5 separate regions of the Mus musculus genome follow, and all the other regions are linked to region 5. The links are chromatin contacts, called in public HiChIP or PLAC-seq, Micro-C and promoter capture Hi-C maps. All regions are on one chromosome and are shown on one strand. The core of a region is the stretch at or near the end of the contact, and the rest is flanking DNA. Distances in the headings are between cores, read along the strand shown. Region 1 holds the start of Cdh22 (cadherin 22). Region 2 holds the start of Ctsa (cathepsin A). Region 3 holds the start of E130018N17Rik (RIKEN cDNA E130018N17 gene). Region 4 holds the start of Zfp335os (zinc finger protein 335, opposite strand). Region 5 holds the start of Arfgef2 (ADP-ribosylation factor guanine nucleotide-exchange factor 2 (brefeldin A-inhibited)).

The links. Promoter capture Hi-C pulls out the DNA fragments that hold promoters and counts their contacts. A called contact is a pair of places that touch in the nucleus more often than the background predicts. HiChIP or PLAC-seq counts read pairs in DNA pulled down with a chosen protein or histone mark.
Region 1: a contact with region 5 is called in a Micro-C map of embryonic stem cells, with 9 times the contacts expected there. The contact joins the promoter of Cdh22 here to the promoter of Arfgef2 in region 5. A contact is called at or near these places in 1 of 39 promoter capture datasets (the 3T3-L1 cell line) and 1 of 484 Hi-C or Micro-C datasets (embryonic stem cells).
Region 2: a contact with region 5 is called in an HNF4G HiChIP or PLAC-seq map of pancreatic cancer cells. The contact joins the promoter of Ctsa here to the promoter of Arfgef2 in region 5. A contact is called at or near these places in 1 of 39 promoter capture datasets (liver) and 1 of 115 datasets of contacts at active chromatin or transcription factors (pancreatic cancer cells).
Region 3: a promoter capture Hi-C map of liver shows a contact between it and region 5, with 3 times the contacts expected there. The contact joins the promoter of E130018N17Rik here to the promoter of Arfgef2 in region 5. A contact is called at or near these places in 1 of 39 promoter capture datasets (liver) and 1 of 115 datasets of contacts at active chromatin or transcription factors (stem cell-derived neural progenitor cells).
Region 4: a promoter capture Hi-C map of pre-B cells shows a contact between it and region 5, with 4 times the contacts expected there. The contact joins the promoter of Zfp335os here to the promoter of Arfgef2 in region 5. A contact is called at or near these places in 4 of 39 promoter capture datasets (the 3T3-L1 cell line, liver and pre-B cells) and 1 of 484 Hi-C or Micro-C datasets (B cells).

Annotation. Positions count from the first base shown.
Region 1 is chr2:165,233,390-165,236,089 of GRCm38.p6, reverse strand. Cdh22 (cadherin 22) reads left to right here and starts at 1,353. Exons shown (of 12, transcript NM_174988.3): 1 at 1,353-1,535.
Region 2 is chr2:164,832,342-164,835,041 of GRCm38.p6, reverse strand. Ctsa (cathepsin A) reads right to left here and starts at 1,269. Exons shown (of 15, transcript NM_008906.4): 1 at 1,192-1,269; 2 at 834-1,012; 3 at 611-722; 4 at 294-344; 5 at 118-204. The coding sequence starts at 1,245. Neurl2 (neuralized E3 ubiquitin protein ligase 2) reads left to right here and starts at 1,446. Exons shown (of 2, transcript NM_001082974.2): 1 at 1,446-2,343. The coding sequence starts at 1,602.
Region 3 is chr2:168,153,033-168,155,861 of GRCm38.p6, reverse strand. E130018N17Rik (RIKEN cDNA E130018N17 gene) reads left to right here and starts at 1,349. Exons shown (of 2, transcript NR_040327.1): 1 at 1,349-1,508; 2 at 2,111-2,829.
Region 4 is chr2:164,910,108-164,912,807 of GRCm38.p6, reverse strand. Zfp335os (zinc finger protein 335, opposite strand) reads right to left here and starts at 1,375. Exons shown (of 2, transcript NR_166490.1): 1 at 1,058-1,375. Zfp335 (zinc finger protein 335) reads left to right here and starts at 1,058. Exons shown (of 28, transcript NM_199027.2): 1 at 1,058-1,291; 2 at 1,936-2,186. The coding sequence starts at 1,986.
Region 5 is chr2:166,804,256-166,806,955 of GRCm38.p6, reverse strand. It overlaps Arfgef2 (ADP-ribosylation factor guanine nucleotide-exchange factor 2 (brefeldin A-inhibited)), which reads right to left and starts at 1,375. Exons shown (of 39, transcript NM_001085495.2): 1 at 1,121-1,375. The coding sequence starts at 1,241.

The DNA of each region.
Region 1 (2,700 bases), core at 104-2,603, 1.6 Mb after region 5:
AGCCTCTGGTCTCTGAAAGCATGAAAGAGTAGAGGCTAAGAATAGAGAGGTTGGGGAGGAAAAAGACCAGGAGACTGCACAAAAGCAACGCTTGGGAGATCAATGAAGGGAATGAACCGAGAGAAGAAGGACTTAAGGGAGGGAACCGGCTGTCGAGGTGGAGAATAAATCTCAAAATAAATAAGAGTGATGGAGTTCAGCTGGAAGGACTAGAAATGCAACCACCCAGAGGAGACACCAGTCACTAGGGAGGAGTGGGAGAGTGGAAATTAGAGCTCCCGGTGGTGAGCAGGCCAGGGCGAGCTGGAGTATGGGTCCCTAGGGACCATCAGGAATCAGGGTCTCGGAGGGAGGGCGTTGTCACCTCTTTAACTCAGCGTCTGTTTTGCAGGCCAGGATGCTTGGTTAGGGGCAGATGGCAAAGACATACAGCTGCACGGTCACTTCAGTCACCTGGCTGGCACCCATGCAGCTAAGAAAAAGGAAACAGTCTAGGCAGAAAAGACATCGGGCATTGGGCTAGCTGAATTTGAGCAAGAACGGAAAATCTGGCTTTGCAAGCGTTTCTGGACAGTGGGGGGTGGGGGTGGATTTTATTAGCCTCATGCTAGAGGGCACGAAGTTTAGGCTGGACTGTCTTGTTTGCCTACTCTTTTATTCTGGCTGGAGGCACAGGACTTCCAGAGCTCGCTCCTAAAGAGGAATGACCAGCGTGGCTCTCTTCCCAGGACAACTGACCTTCCACCTGCCAGCAGACTCCCAGCCCCGGGGCAGGGGCTCTGTCCACCTCAATGTTCAGTGATTGTCTCTGAAGCCTCGGTCTGTGCAAAGGGCCTTTCTGGGCAGCCAGCCAGGGGTGGCCACTTGAGAAGCCCGCCTCTACCTTCGCTTGCACCCCCTTCTTTTGAAGCCGGGCTTTCATAGTGTGTGGGGGAAGGGGGGCTAGATGCAGCGAAGTCTGGCCAGGGGAGTGGTGGGGACAGGGTCTAGTCTGCCACGGGTGCCTCGGGGCAGCTGAACCGCCAGGCAAGGAGGGAGCCCGCTCCCCTCCTGGGGGCGCTCCCTTCGCGCGGATCTGGGCTGGGAGGAGGAGAAGGAGCACTCCCCCGGGGGCTTTCCCGCTGCCGGCGACGGGGGAGACGGAGCCTCCGGGCCCCGCAGGCGAGGGAGGGGTGCGGTCGGGGCGGGGGCCGGGCTCCCCGGCTGGCTGCGGGGTCCGGCCCGGCGGCCGCCTGCGGCTCGGCGCTGCTCGGCGCTCCTGCCCGGCGGGCGCTGCATTCTCCGAGTCTCCACCAGAGGCTGCGGGAGGAAGGAAGGGATCCGTCCCTTGCACACTTCCCCCCTAGTCAGACACGCACACTCCCTCGCTCTCTCGCTCCTCCACACACGCGCGCACTCGCCGCCGCGGCTCCCCCTCTCGCTCCCGCTCTCCCTCGGCTCCTCCGAGCGGACGCCAGAGCCGGACCTGGCTGTGATCCTGCCGCTTGCTGGCGTCCCAAGGCGCGGACCAGGGTGCAGTCCGGCCGCTCCCCAAGGTAAGAGCGCGCGGCACCCGCGGGAGGACAACCGATCGCCGCTGGGGAAGGCTGCGGGCCGGGAGGGTGCACGGGCCGGGGAGAGGCGGGCGCGGCGCGGCGCGGGCTCCGGGGCAACAGCTGAAGCGCGCCCATCCCGCGCCCCCTCCCCGGCGGGGAGACAGGGACTTTCCCACGTCCAAACTTTCCCCGGCGCGGAGCCCAGCCCGGCCACCTCCCGGCCCGGGAGTCGCGGTCCCTGTGTCCTGAGCTCCAGGATGCCCCCGAGGCCGGGGAGGAAGGGGGTGTCTGCGCCAGGGGTGTAGGGCCGGAGTGCGGGGAGGGGTGGGGAGATGGAGAATCCAGCCTCTGTACGGGCCGGGACCCCGGCATTCCCGCCGCCCACCCCGCGCCGCCCCGGCTCGGCTCGCAGCCCCTCCCGGAGGCCCGGCGATCGGCGCGGCGGGAGCGTGTGCGCCGCGCGGGTGCGTGTGCGGGTCGAGCCGCGGCGACACGCGCGGCTGCGGCCACCCCTGGGTGGGGTGAGCTGGACAGGCTATGAGGACCCTTGTGGCCCTGCCGACGTGACCCCCTGCTCCCTTCGGCCGTCGGATGGCCGGTGGAGATTGAGAGGTAGCTCTACCCTCTTCATCCGCACACGACTCCGGGGACTCTGTCCCCACCACGGAGAAGGACCGGGCTTCACAGGCTCACGTCCAAAGCACGCGCCACTCGGGACTGACCCTCCGGAGGCCGGGGTGCGGAACCGGGAGGCGTGGACCTTGCGACTGTGAGGGCGTACAGGCTGCGGGACCCTCGATAGACACTATCCCTAACCACGTCTCCCTTGGCTCGGGACCTGACTTCGCCACTTCCGCTGTGGCCTGGTCGGGTCCCTGCCCCAGCTTGGGTGCTGCTGGAGACGACCCTGTAGGGTGCAGCGGGCGGAGCGCAGAGAGAGGCTGGAGTCCCCCGAGGTCTCCCCAAGCCGCAGAGGCACCCCCTGCTGGCGGGCACAGCAGCGACGGCTGAAGCCTGCGGGGCCCGGCCGGTTGAAGGCTTGTCCGGCTCGCGCTGCTAGGAGCCCCCTGCTTTCTCTCCTACCCTTCCTAGTCGGCGGCGGCGTTGGTCGGAGGGTGTGCGTTCCATCTGATGAGCTCCCTGGGTCCCAGAACCAGCAGGAGTG
Region 2 (2,700 bases), core at 20-2,519, 2.0 Mb after region 5:
GAGTTTACCAGAGCACATGACAGGGCTCAAAGTGGACTCTGAGGCCATGCTCTCCTCCTAATCAAGCCATCTCTGGGGAAACGGGGAATGGGGCAGGTGGTCAGGCAACAGACTCACCTCTGTGTCATTGGTCACGTACATCTTGTCATCCGAGTAGGAGAAGCCCACCCCAGCTGGGGACTCGATATACAGCACGTTGGCAATCTAGGGGGAGGAGGGAATGAGCAGAAGAGGGGGTCCCCAACCCTTCAAGTACCCAGACATCCCTAAGAGACCCACAGCTCCAGGAGTACCAGGTTCCAAGCATAGGGGTTGTACTCCAGGGTGACACCATCTGGCTGGATCTGGGGAGGAAAGACAGAGAGGCCTGTGAGGGTGCCGGTTAGCAGCTGGGTGGAGAGAAAGAGCCACAGTGCGTTTCCGTATTCTCACACTCCATGAGAGGTACGGAAAGTTAGGGCAAGGGCCACCACATAAAACAGAATTGTTAAGGAAAGCAAACTTAGGCCACAGGTTCCTTCTCCCCTTCCCCTTCCTGCCTTTTCCTTGAGCTGTCTCTAACTAGTCTCCTGCCCTCTCTCATGGGGGAGGGGGATAGTGGTCAACTCACCAGAAAGGGGCCGTGCTCTGTAAGCAGCCCATCGAGCGAGCTGCAGCCGGGACCCCCGTTAAGCCAAAGCACCACGGGGCTGTTCTTTGGGTCGTTCTGCGACTCCACAAACCTGGGAAGGATAGGAAAGGATTGGTGTGAGTCCAGGTCCTGCCTGGGGTCGTTAGAATTCGCTCGTCCAGTTATCATGCCCTCCTAGGAACTTTAGGGCCAAGCCAAGCACCAGTAGTGGAAGTGCTTGGAGTCCGATGCTCTGAGGTAGCCGGAGTATTGCCGGAAAGAGGGCTGCTTGGCCAGGCCGGGGAGACAATCGATTTCATCCTGGTCCGGAGCTGCTTCGTTCCGGGACGCCCAGGACAGGAGCAGCAACAAGAGCAGTGGAGACAGCGCGGTTCCGGGCATCTGCAGGAGGAAGCATCGGTGGAGGATGTTTGTTTACCAGTCCCCCCAGATCCCTTGCGCTTCGGTGCAGCAGTTCCTGGGGAGACGATGGCGCACATCTCCGGGAGAAGCCCCCGCTCGGATCCAACTCCGGGCCACAGAGCCACCTTCGCTGCCCACCAGTTTGGGCATCTCCGTACCTCTGCTTCCTTGCGTCCTTGCTCTCCAGGAGGCGCCTTTGGACTGGAAGTCATGTGTAGCTCTGGTCACGTGAGCATCTGCATCACGTGACAGTTTGCTCATTGTTCACTTTTTTAATCTGTGGGCCTGAGGGTCGGGAGTGGTCAAAGTGCGTGGCCCTGAAGGTTATTAGTCAGGGTGCCAGAGATCAGGTGATCTTGGTGTTGACAGAAGGGTTCCCCAGGCTCCTGGGGACCCCTTACTGGTGACAAGCGAGAAAGCGGCGCTAGGACCCCCAGGCAGAGCTGGGGGAAGTTAGAGAAGGGGGAAATGCCTTACATGGTTCATCCACCCCGCCCCCGCGGTCACAATCTGAGCCCGCTGCCCAAAATAGCCCTTGGCATGAGCTGCCCTGTTGCACGGCTTGGAGATGGCTGCTCCCTCCGAACACGTAGGACTGGGTGGCCCACGGAGCCCTGCGCGCCCAGAGCCCCCTCCCACCCGCTTCCACCAAGTGCATGGAGCCAACATCCGCATGGACCCCTCAGGAACGCGAGCCACACGCGTGGAGAGTTTCGCCCACGGTGTGTGCTTCAGTCGTGAGCCCCTGGCCCCCGGCCAGGTATTTCTAGTGGAAATTGAGGAAAAAGAGCTGGGCTGGTGCGGGCACTTACGTCTTGGCCTGACCGCTCTGGATCCCGCCAGTCTGGCCGCTGTACCCGAGTTTTCACTGCCTGACTTGGTCAGCCTTGGCCACAGTTGGGTCTTCGCTATCACACGCCACCACAACCGTGTGCCCCGGGAAGGTCAACCAGAAGCGGAGGCAGCGGTCCCCAGTGGTCCCCAAGCCCTACTGGTTGAACCCTATCTGCGCATCGAGCAGTTCCGAATTCCCCGGGACCGTCTGGTGGGCCGCAGCCGGCCAGGGCTTTATAGCCACCTCTTAGATCAGCTCTATGAACAAAACGTGCTGCCTCCTACAGCGCGCCGAAGCCGCTTGGGTGTTCTCTTCTGCCCCCGTGAGGATGGGACCGCCGACATGCACATCATCATCAACGGGGAGGACATGGGCCCTAGCGCCCGGGGGCTGCCAGCTGCTCAGCCCCTCTACGCTGTGGTAGATGTGTTTGCTTCCACCAAGAGCGTGCGTCTGGTCCAGCTGGAGTATGGCTGTAGGTATCCCACCCCTGGAGTGACCTTCTGGTTCAGTGTAGGGACGGACACCTGCTAGGACCCCACAGCCAGCTAATAAGGCCTTGCAACTAGTTTTGAAGATGCACGGTCTGCCTTGGGCACCAGCTTGTGATTTTACGCACATCACACCTTGGCTGTGGGCCCGCCTGGTATATTCATCTCCCCTAGTTGACTGAGACACCCTGCAGGTTCCTTTTGGTTTGGACGATGTGGATGTGGGCTTTTAAAAAAATATTTATTGCCGGGTGTGGTGGCACACGCCTTTGATCCCAGCACTCGGGAGGCAGAGGCAGGCGGATTTCTGAGTTCGAGGCCAGCCTGGTCTACAAAGCGAG
Region 3 (2,829 bases), core at 100-2,599, 1.3 Mb before region 5:
AGACAAGAGGCTCCTATGTGCCAGGCTGGTCTTGAGATTGCTATGTCACTGAGGGTGACTTTAAGCTCCTGAACCCCCTGTTTTACTTGCCTCGTACAAGGTCATACTTGGTTGCACACCCTGCTTTTGAAATTCGGGGTCAAGGGACAGAGCTCAGGTGCTCAGGCTCCTTAGGCAAGGCCGTTACCTACTGAGCTTGAAGCTCAGGGTTCCTTCTGGAAATTACCACAGATAGCTCAGAGGAGACAGGGTGGACCCCTTGGCCTTGGGCCACTATCCACAGCCATCTTCCATCTGATAACCCAGGACAGACATCGGGCCTTCAAGGGGCATCTGGCTGTGTTGGACAGCTTCCAGGTTGTCACTCCTGGGTTGGATGCTCTTGGGATCCCAGGAGTAGAGGCAGGTTCCATTAATCATGTCACCATACAAGCCCCAGACATCAGAGGACGACACAGATTTGCGAAAAGGAAATTTTGAGTGTGTCCCCACCAAATAAGTTGGGGTGCTTCTCATTATGCCTACACAAACACCCCACCACCACCAAATAAAAACGTCTCACGGTCATAATGAGAATCCAACTGACTCTCCCCAAAGCTTTAACATGAACACAACCATCTGAAAACACAGGTCAGGGCCAATGAGATGGCTCAGTGAGTACAGGTGCTTGCTGCTAAGCCTGACAAATGGTTCCACCATCCTAGGGACTCACATGGTGGAAAGATCCAATGCCCATAAACTGCTCTCTAAGCCAGACAGGGTGGTGCTTACCTTTAATACCAAAATTTGGCAAGAAGAGGCAAGTGACCACCCTGGTCTACAAAACAAGAGTTCCAACCCAGTTGGTCTTACACAAGATTCTCCAAAAAACCAACCAACCAAACAAACAAACAAAACAAAACAAAAACCCAGAAACAATTTGACCTCTTGTACTCTGACCACTACAGGTATGCTTGCTGCCTTGGCATGAGCGTGTACACACACACACACACACACACACAAAAGCATGATTGTGTAGGAGGCTGGGTGCTGGGGAGGTGTGGGACTCGGCCTCCATCTTTGCTTCGGTATTAGCCATCTGTCATGCGGCGTTTTTACCACCAGGACTGCTGAAGGCAGGAAGAGAAAGAAGCCGGTTCAGAGCTGCCAGCAGGCGCCTGGAACCTCCCCTGGCTGCTTTGTGTTTCAGCAAGAGCCCTCCCAGCTCCAGCCAGGCAGGCTCCTCCCCATGGCCCTCCTGGGGCCCCCCGCTGGGGGAGGAGGCCCAGCTAAGCCTCTCTCCTGCTGGCTGGGGGTGGGGAAGGGAGGGACTCCAAGCCTAGCACCCAAGGACGACCCCTACAGGCCAGCCAGGGCAGGGCAGCATTCCCTACAGCCGCCATTTCTTCTCTGTCAGCTCTCTGCTGTCAGACAGAGAGCCAAACAGAGCTGGAAGGTCAGATATCTCTGGAATGTATTGAGCACCTACTGGGTGCACAACCTTGAGGAAGAGCACGTGCCCTCTGCAGGTACTGGAAATGTAACTGGGTAGATGGTAGCCGAGGGATCCTACCCAGGGTCCCTCTGGGACTTCATAGCTGGGGTCAGATCCTTTCGCCCACGTGTCACCATGGGTAGGACAGAGGCTATGGTCCACCCAGACAGAACACAGGCAGGGAGAGGGACACTGTGAGGTCTTTGAGCCTAGAGCTCCTTCCTTGTAAAGTGGAGTCACCTGTCTCTGGAGTTTTTATAAGACGTCAGAATCAGGGGCCAAAGCTAAGAGCTGGGAAGTCTGGGCTGGAGCTAGTACAACCTGATGGACAGATGTCCCTCATTCTATGCATCTGATCTCAGAGGCCTCTGAAGGGGCAGAGCCAGGGGCAGGAGGATTAGGAGTTAAAGGTCATCTCTAGCTAATCTGAGGCTGACCTGAAACTTCTGATCTTCCTGCCTCTTCCTCCCAAATGCTGGGATTACAGGAGTGTACCAGTATACCCAGGCTAAGCCTTGCTGCGGGGCCAACATGCAGCCTGGTCTACATGCCAAGTTCTGGGCCAGCCAGGGCTGCAAAGCAAGACCTTGTTTCAAAAATAAAAAAATGTCTGACGTCCAGCTTTTTCCCAAACAGGAGAATCTGTTCCCGTCTCCCTGCAGTTCCGTCTCATGCCTGCTCTGCTGTGGGCAAAGTGTCCCTTCTGCCACCAGGGCCCCTGACTAGTTTTCCTGGGACCACCTGGCCTCCTGGTCTCTTCTAGCCCTGCTGGATTAAGGTGAAAAGCCAGTCTAGGCCACCATAGCCAGACTGCCTGCTGCATGGACAGCCTCTGCCCTGAGTCCTGGATCCTTCCTTCACTGGAAAGTACCTCTCATGGAGAAAATTCATCAAGGTAAAACCTCATGAACAAGATGTTTTGGCTTGGCAGGAAACAAACAGTGGTTAACAACAAATTAGTGAGCTACTGAGCCTCTGGGCACATGGCGCTGAGGGCAGACCCAGGTTGGCTGCAGACATCAGCTATGGTCTCCTGCAGACCTGAGGGGGCACAGGCCTGGCTCAAAGCTCCCTTCACACGGACTGGAACAGTCTTCAGGTGGGATGCTCTTGTGTGCGGCTTAAGCTCTGGCCTGCTCCTCAGGCTCCGTTCCCCAGAGCCCTGCTCCACTGACCTAAGGCTGGGTTTCTTTTCTCTCCTTTGATTGGACAAGGGGCCCAAACTCCTGAAGTGGGGCTTTCAAGGAGCCCAGAGCTCAGCATGAAATATTTTCAACTGAAGAACAATCCTAGGAGCAAAAGCCTCCTTTGGGGGGTGGGGTGCACCCAGGTGCCCTCCTCAGCTCCCAGGTAAG
Region 4 (2,700 bases), core at 126-2,625, 1.9 Mb after region 5:
CATTTCCTTTTCTTTCTCTCTTTTTTTTTTCTTTTCTTCTTCTCTTCTCTTTTCTGTTTTGAGATATGGTCTCGCTATGTAGACCTGGCTGTTCCGGAACTATGTAGAGCAGACTGGCCTCAAACTCACAGAAATCCGCCTGCCTCTGCCTCCCAAGTGTTAGGACTCAAAGGCGTGCAGCACCAGGGCCCGGCTTTAAGCATGTATTTATTGTTATGTCTGTAAGTGCACACATGACACTAAGAGCGCGTGGAGGTGGGTGGACAGCCTGGAAGAGACGGTTCTCTCCTTTTACCATGTGGTTTCTGGGAAAAACTTACTACATAGCTCCAGCTGGTCTATGTAAGTCAAGTGAGGTTAGCCTGCCTCTCCGGAGTGCTAGATTAAAAGCATGAGCCACCACCACACTGGGCCCAAGGACTGTAGACTTCTAAAAATACCTAACACTGCCTGCGTGCGTGCATGCGCGTCTATGAGCGCGTGTGTATGCTAGGAATAGGACGCAGGGCCTCGTGTTTGCCACTGAGCTAATTCCCCAACTTCTAAACACACCTACACTGATCAGAGGACAGCTGGGTGTCTGGCCCTCCAGTCCTAGTAAGAAATACAGCTGCGAAGTGCACCGTGGCCTAAGCATTAACTCTTCTTCAAACATCCCTGACCTCTGCCATTACCCGATCCCCCAAGTCGCCTTAGTTGTGATTCCTGACCAGCCTTTCCTGTCCTCAAACCTCGGTTTTGCCATCTGTACTACGGCACAGCAAGCCCAACCCGGGAGAACCCGATCTGGCTCGAGTGGAGCTTTAAGCTACAGGTGAAAAACCAGGAAAATGACTGACGTTCCCTCCCCTCTGGACACCTCTAAACCATCCCAGGTCGCGACGGTTCTCTAAGCGACCCCTGGAGGTGTGGCTAGACGCTGGGGGCCACACCCACGAGAGCCGGGCGCCTCCGCCGCGCCTTGTCCGGCGAGTCCGGGCTGGGACCTGCGTGACGTCATGCCACTTCCCGTGTAGCCCTCCGCCACACGAAAAAGTAGTCCCCGTACCCAGCTGACCTCAGCCCTAACACCGGGCAGCATGTGACTTCTAGAGTCCTCCTGGACCCGACGACGGCTCTGAGTCCTCCGAGAGGCCTTCTGAAACCCCGCAGATCTCTCTCTCCCGGGGGGACGGCGGCGGAAGTAGTTCCGGTTCGAGGGCGGCCGATGGGTTCCTCCGCGACGGGGGTGAGAGGATGGCGACCTCGTCGATGCCGGAGTCGGAGAGCGACACAGCAGCCAGAGGCTCAGGTTAGCGGCAGCCGGAGGCGGGCTGCCCCTCCGCACACTGCCGTGCACCGGGGCCCTGCCGCGAGGCTGCCGGGTGGCGGACTCCCGGGCCGGCGGGGCTGTCCGAACAGGGCCCCGGGGTCCCAGGCCCTTTAGCCGCTCTCGCATTTGCCTGAGCGGAAACCCAGCGCCGCCACAAGATGGCGCCGGGCCTGGAGCTCAGGCAGCGCCGGGGACAGCCCCGAGACACCAGGCCCCGCGACCGTCGCTGTCAGCCCCCTCCGCAGGGGAGTCCGGGGAGGGGGAGTGAACCACTGACCCCGGGGGCCTGCGGGCTGTACCACCGGCTCCTCATCCGAGGGGACACGGGGGCCGGAGCGCCGGGCCGCTGTGTCCGCCCAGGGTCGATTCATGCCTCTGGGAGGAGCAAGGAGCCGTGATCACCCACCGGGACCACCCTTCTTCCCAAAGGGTCCTAGCCTGAGAGGCCAGGCGTCCCTATTCTTTTCTGGAAGGTTCCCTTTCCAGGAAACCCCGTCCCATCTAGTCCGATGCTCAGTCTTTGCATCTGCAGAATGGGCACACCGGTGCATCTGGGTGGGTTCTGCTTGGCCGGGCCCGAAAGGTGGACCACTTGTTGCAACCATGGTCGTATCGCCCAGCAGAGTGAAAGCCTCAAACCCCGCGCTTCGCTGTCAGTCGGTCCCCAGAACCAATGGAGGAGAACGAGGTGGAGAGCAGTAGCGACGCGGCCCCTCGGCCCGGCCAGCCTGAGGAGCCTTCTGAGAGCGGCCTGGGTGTGTGCACCTCGGAAGCTGTGTCCGCGGACAGCAGCGACGCTGCGACCGTCCCAGGATTAACGGAGGCTGACGACTCTGGCGTCGGGCAGAGCTCGGACGGTGGCAACCACTCTGTGGTATGGATCAGTGTGGATGGTGTGGGCAGGGGGACCGTCAGCAAAGCCTACTTGTAGAAAATAACTGTTTTTGAGGCAGACGCCAAGCCATGCCATGCCAAACTGCTGTGGTCGGTTTTGACAAGTCCCATGGCTAAGAGACATACTTAAACCACTTGTTTCCAGAATCTTCAGAAAGGGAAACTGAGGCAGAGCGTGCTTGCTATCGACAGAGCCAGAATTATCCATGGTCTTACCCAGAGCCCTCAGGCTCCATGAGCCCGGTTCAAATGTTGATCCATCTCAGTTATCTTAGTCTTCCCATCTGTCAAATGGAACGGGAGGGCCGGGTTCTATGGGTGCTAGGCTGTAAGGGGAAACTGAGCCATGTTTTCCTGACCCATTACTTTGTGATTTGAGCAGGTTACCCAGGTTCTAGCCCTCATCTTCTCTGTTAAGTGAAAATTAGAAACATAGTCATCTCTGGTAGCTTCATAAGTAATTTTGCGAGATGGGGATTGTATCTGGACTCCAC
Region 5 (2,700 bases), core at 126-2,625:
GACAACAGGCCTTTTAACCAAATCCCATGGATTGCACAGGGCGATGAATTCACAGGGAGACAGCTCTGGTCAAATGTCCTGACGCTCTCCGTCCACAACTTTTTTCCTCTTGAACCTCCACACAGTCGACATTTCTTACCTTTCAGACCTGGGCTCAAATGTCACACTTTCAGACAAGACTACTTTCCTGACCATCCAACCTAAAGCAGACCTCAGGTCCTCTGTATCACTTAAGTCTTTTTTCTGACAGCAGTACTTATTAGTACTGTTTTGTCTGCTCTATCAGAACCTAAGAAGATCCACAGGGACAAAGGATTCCATTTCTCCTTCATAGACATCTCCTCAGTACCTGCTACACAGGCTCTCGAGAAGTAACTAAAGATAGGAGACTGATGTTGGTGTCAACTACCGAGCTTTTACCTAGTTAGGAGCTAGAGACTTCTGTCTTTCCACAATCCATGGATCCATTCAACCAGCAAATATTTACTGAGCAACTACTGTGTGCGAAGCACTGTCATAAATGCACAGGACACCGCATTGAAGCAATCAGACAAGTATCTTTGCTCTACAGAACCTTTATTTTAGGGACCCGCCCTAAAATGAGTAGAAGTCGTACACGCTGTCCAATGCCTGAAATATAGATCATCTTACATCCCTTCCAGGCGAAGCGCCCTGGGAACCCCAATGTTCTCCAGTGAGACATTTCCCAAACAAGCCTCCGGGGTTCCTCGGCACCAACCGGGCAGCTCTCTGACCTGCTCTGATCGCTCCCGTGGGAGAGCCCCCAACCAGCATAGTGGCGCTGAAGGAAAAACTTAAGATCGAGAGCTACTGCTTCAGAGGACTTGGAGATGGTGAGGGGAGGAACCAGGAAACGGGACAAGGAGTCGTGGCAAGGGCCCCAGGCAGGGAAGCTGGAAAACCAGCCGTGGCTGTCACCAACTTGCTAGGTGACCTTGGGCCAGTCTCGGCCGCCCCAACACCAGCTCCCACGGGGACAGCGAGCGGAAGAGGACGGGAGGGTGGGATTCGGGCTGGGAGGAGTGGAGGGCAGCAGGCCCGGAGGGTAACGGCCGGCGTGGGGAAGCCGGCGCGGGCCAGGCCGGGGTGGCTCACTCACCGAGCGCCACCTGGCAGGCCCTACGCAGCTGGGAGTGCTGGGGCCGCTTCACCTCCTTGTCAGCTAGGATCTTCTCCAGGGCCCGGGACACGAACATGCTCTTGGTCTGGCTTTCCTGCATGGCCCCGGCCTGCGGGGGCCGGCGACCCCGCGAGCCGGCGGTGCGAGCGAGCAGGAGAGCGAGGCTGAGGGCCCGGCGACCCGGCCGGCACCGGCCGCGTCCGTGCGCGCCGCCCTGTCAGGAAGAGACGCCCCGGCCCCACGGCGCCGCCAAGTTGCAGCGCGTCACGTGACCACGTGACTGGCGGTGTCGCTGCGTCTGCTGAGCGTCGGTCGACCCTGTGACCCCAAGGGTGGGGGGCCGGCCGGGAGGCGGAGCCAGAGTGGGGTGGAGTTCTGTGGGTGGGGCGGGTGGGCGGGGCAGTAGACCTGTGGTGGGGCGTGGTCTGTTCGGTTGGGGCGGGGCCTACGCGAGTGGTGCTGGTCCGGGCGTGTCTAAGTAGTATAACCGGGCCAGGTAGGGGAGTGATGGTCAATGACTATGAAGGGGAAGAAAATGCAGGTCAAAGCCTATAGACATGGGCAGCCCTGAAGGAAAGATGCAAGTGATCGGAGGTAGGAAGAGACTAAGAGCATGCGCTAGATATGCTGAGAAAAGCGAAAGAGGGAGTAAAGGGGAAAGAAAAAAATCGTAAAAAGAATTAGTGAGGGCTGGTGAGATAGCTCAGTGTTTAAGAGCACCGACTGCTCTTCCAAAGGTCCTGAGTTCAAATCCCAGCAACCACATGGTGGCTCACAACCACCCGTAATGAAATCTGATGCCTTCTTCTGGAGTGTCTGAAGACAGCTACAGTGTACACATAATAAATAAATAAATAAATAAATAAATAAATAAATCTTTAAAAAAAAGAATTAGTGAGAGTAATAATAGTCGAGAGAAGAGAGATGGGCAAAAGGAAGTGAATGGAATGAGAGAGGTGACAGAGAGTAGGGAAGGTCAGATGCCGGATCCAGGAAGGGCAGAGAAATCAGGGATGGAAAGGAGGCTCAGGGAAGTTAAGAACCAGGACTGAGGATGAAGCCAGAAGGGAAGAGAGAAGAGAGAGGAGGGGAGGGGAAAGAAGGGTAGGCTGGAAGGTATATTCACGGTGTCTATCTCTTCCAGATTTGTATCTCTGACAGCAAACCACACCAGCCCTGGACACAGTCCTGCTGCCACAGGAGAGAGAGCTCCTGGCGGGCCAGTTTGTAAGAAGTAATCCTTCTGTCGCTAGAGTTTTACTTGTTTGTTTTGTTTGTTGTTGTTGTTTTGATACAATCCTGATGTGTATCGCCGGCTGTCCTTGACCTTGAACTCAATGTCCTCTCTGGGATGAGGGACTGAGTTGCATATTTTACATACCAAAGCTGACCTGGCCTCCAGGTTCTCCCAGCATCCCTCAGTCCCTACCTGGCATCCCCTGCTCCCAACCCTGAACTTTCCAGCACAAGGGTTGGGCTGCCCTTCTCCTTCCTTTTCACTCAGAGGCAGAGGCTCTTCCAGACATTTTGGCTTCTCTCTCTCTCTCTCTCTCTCTCTC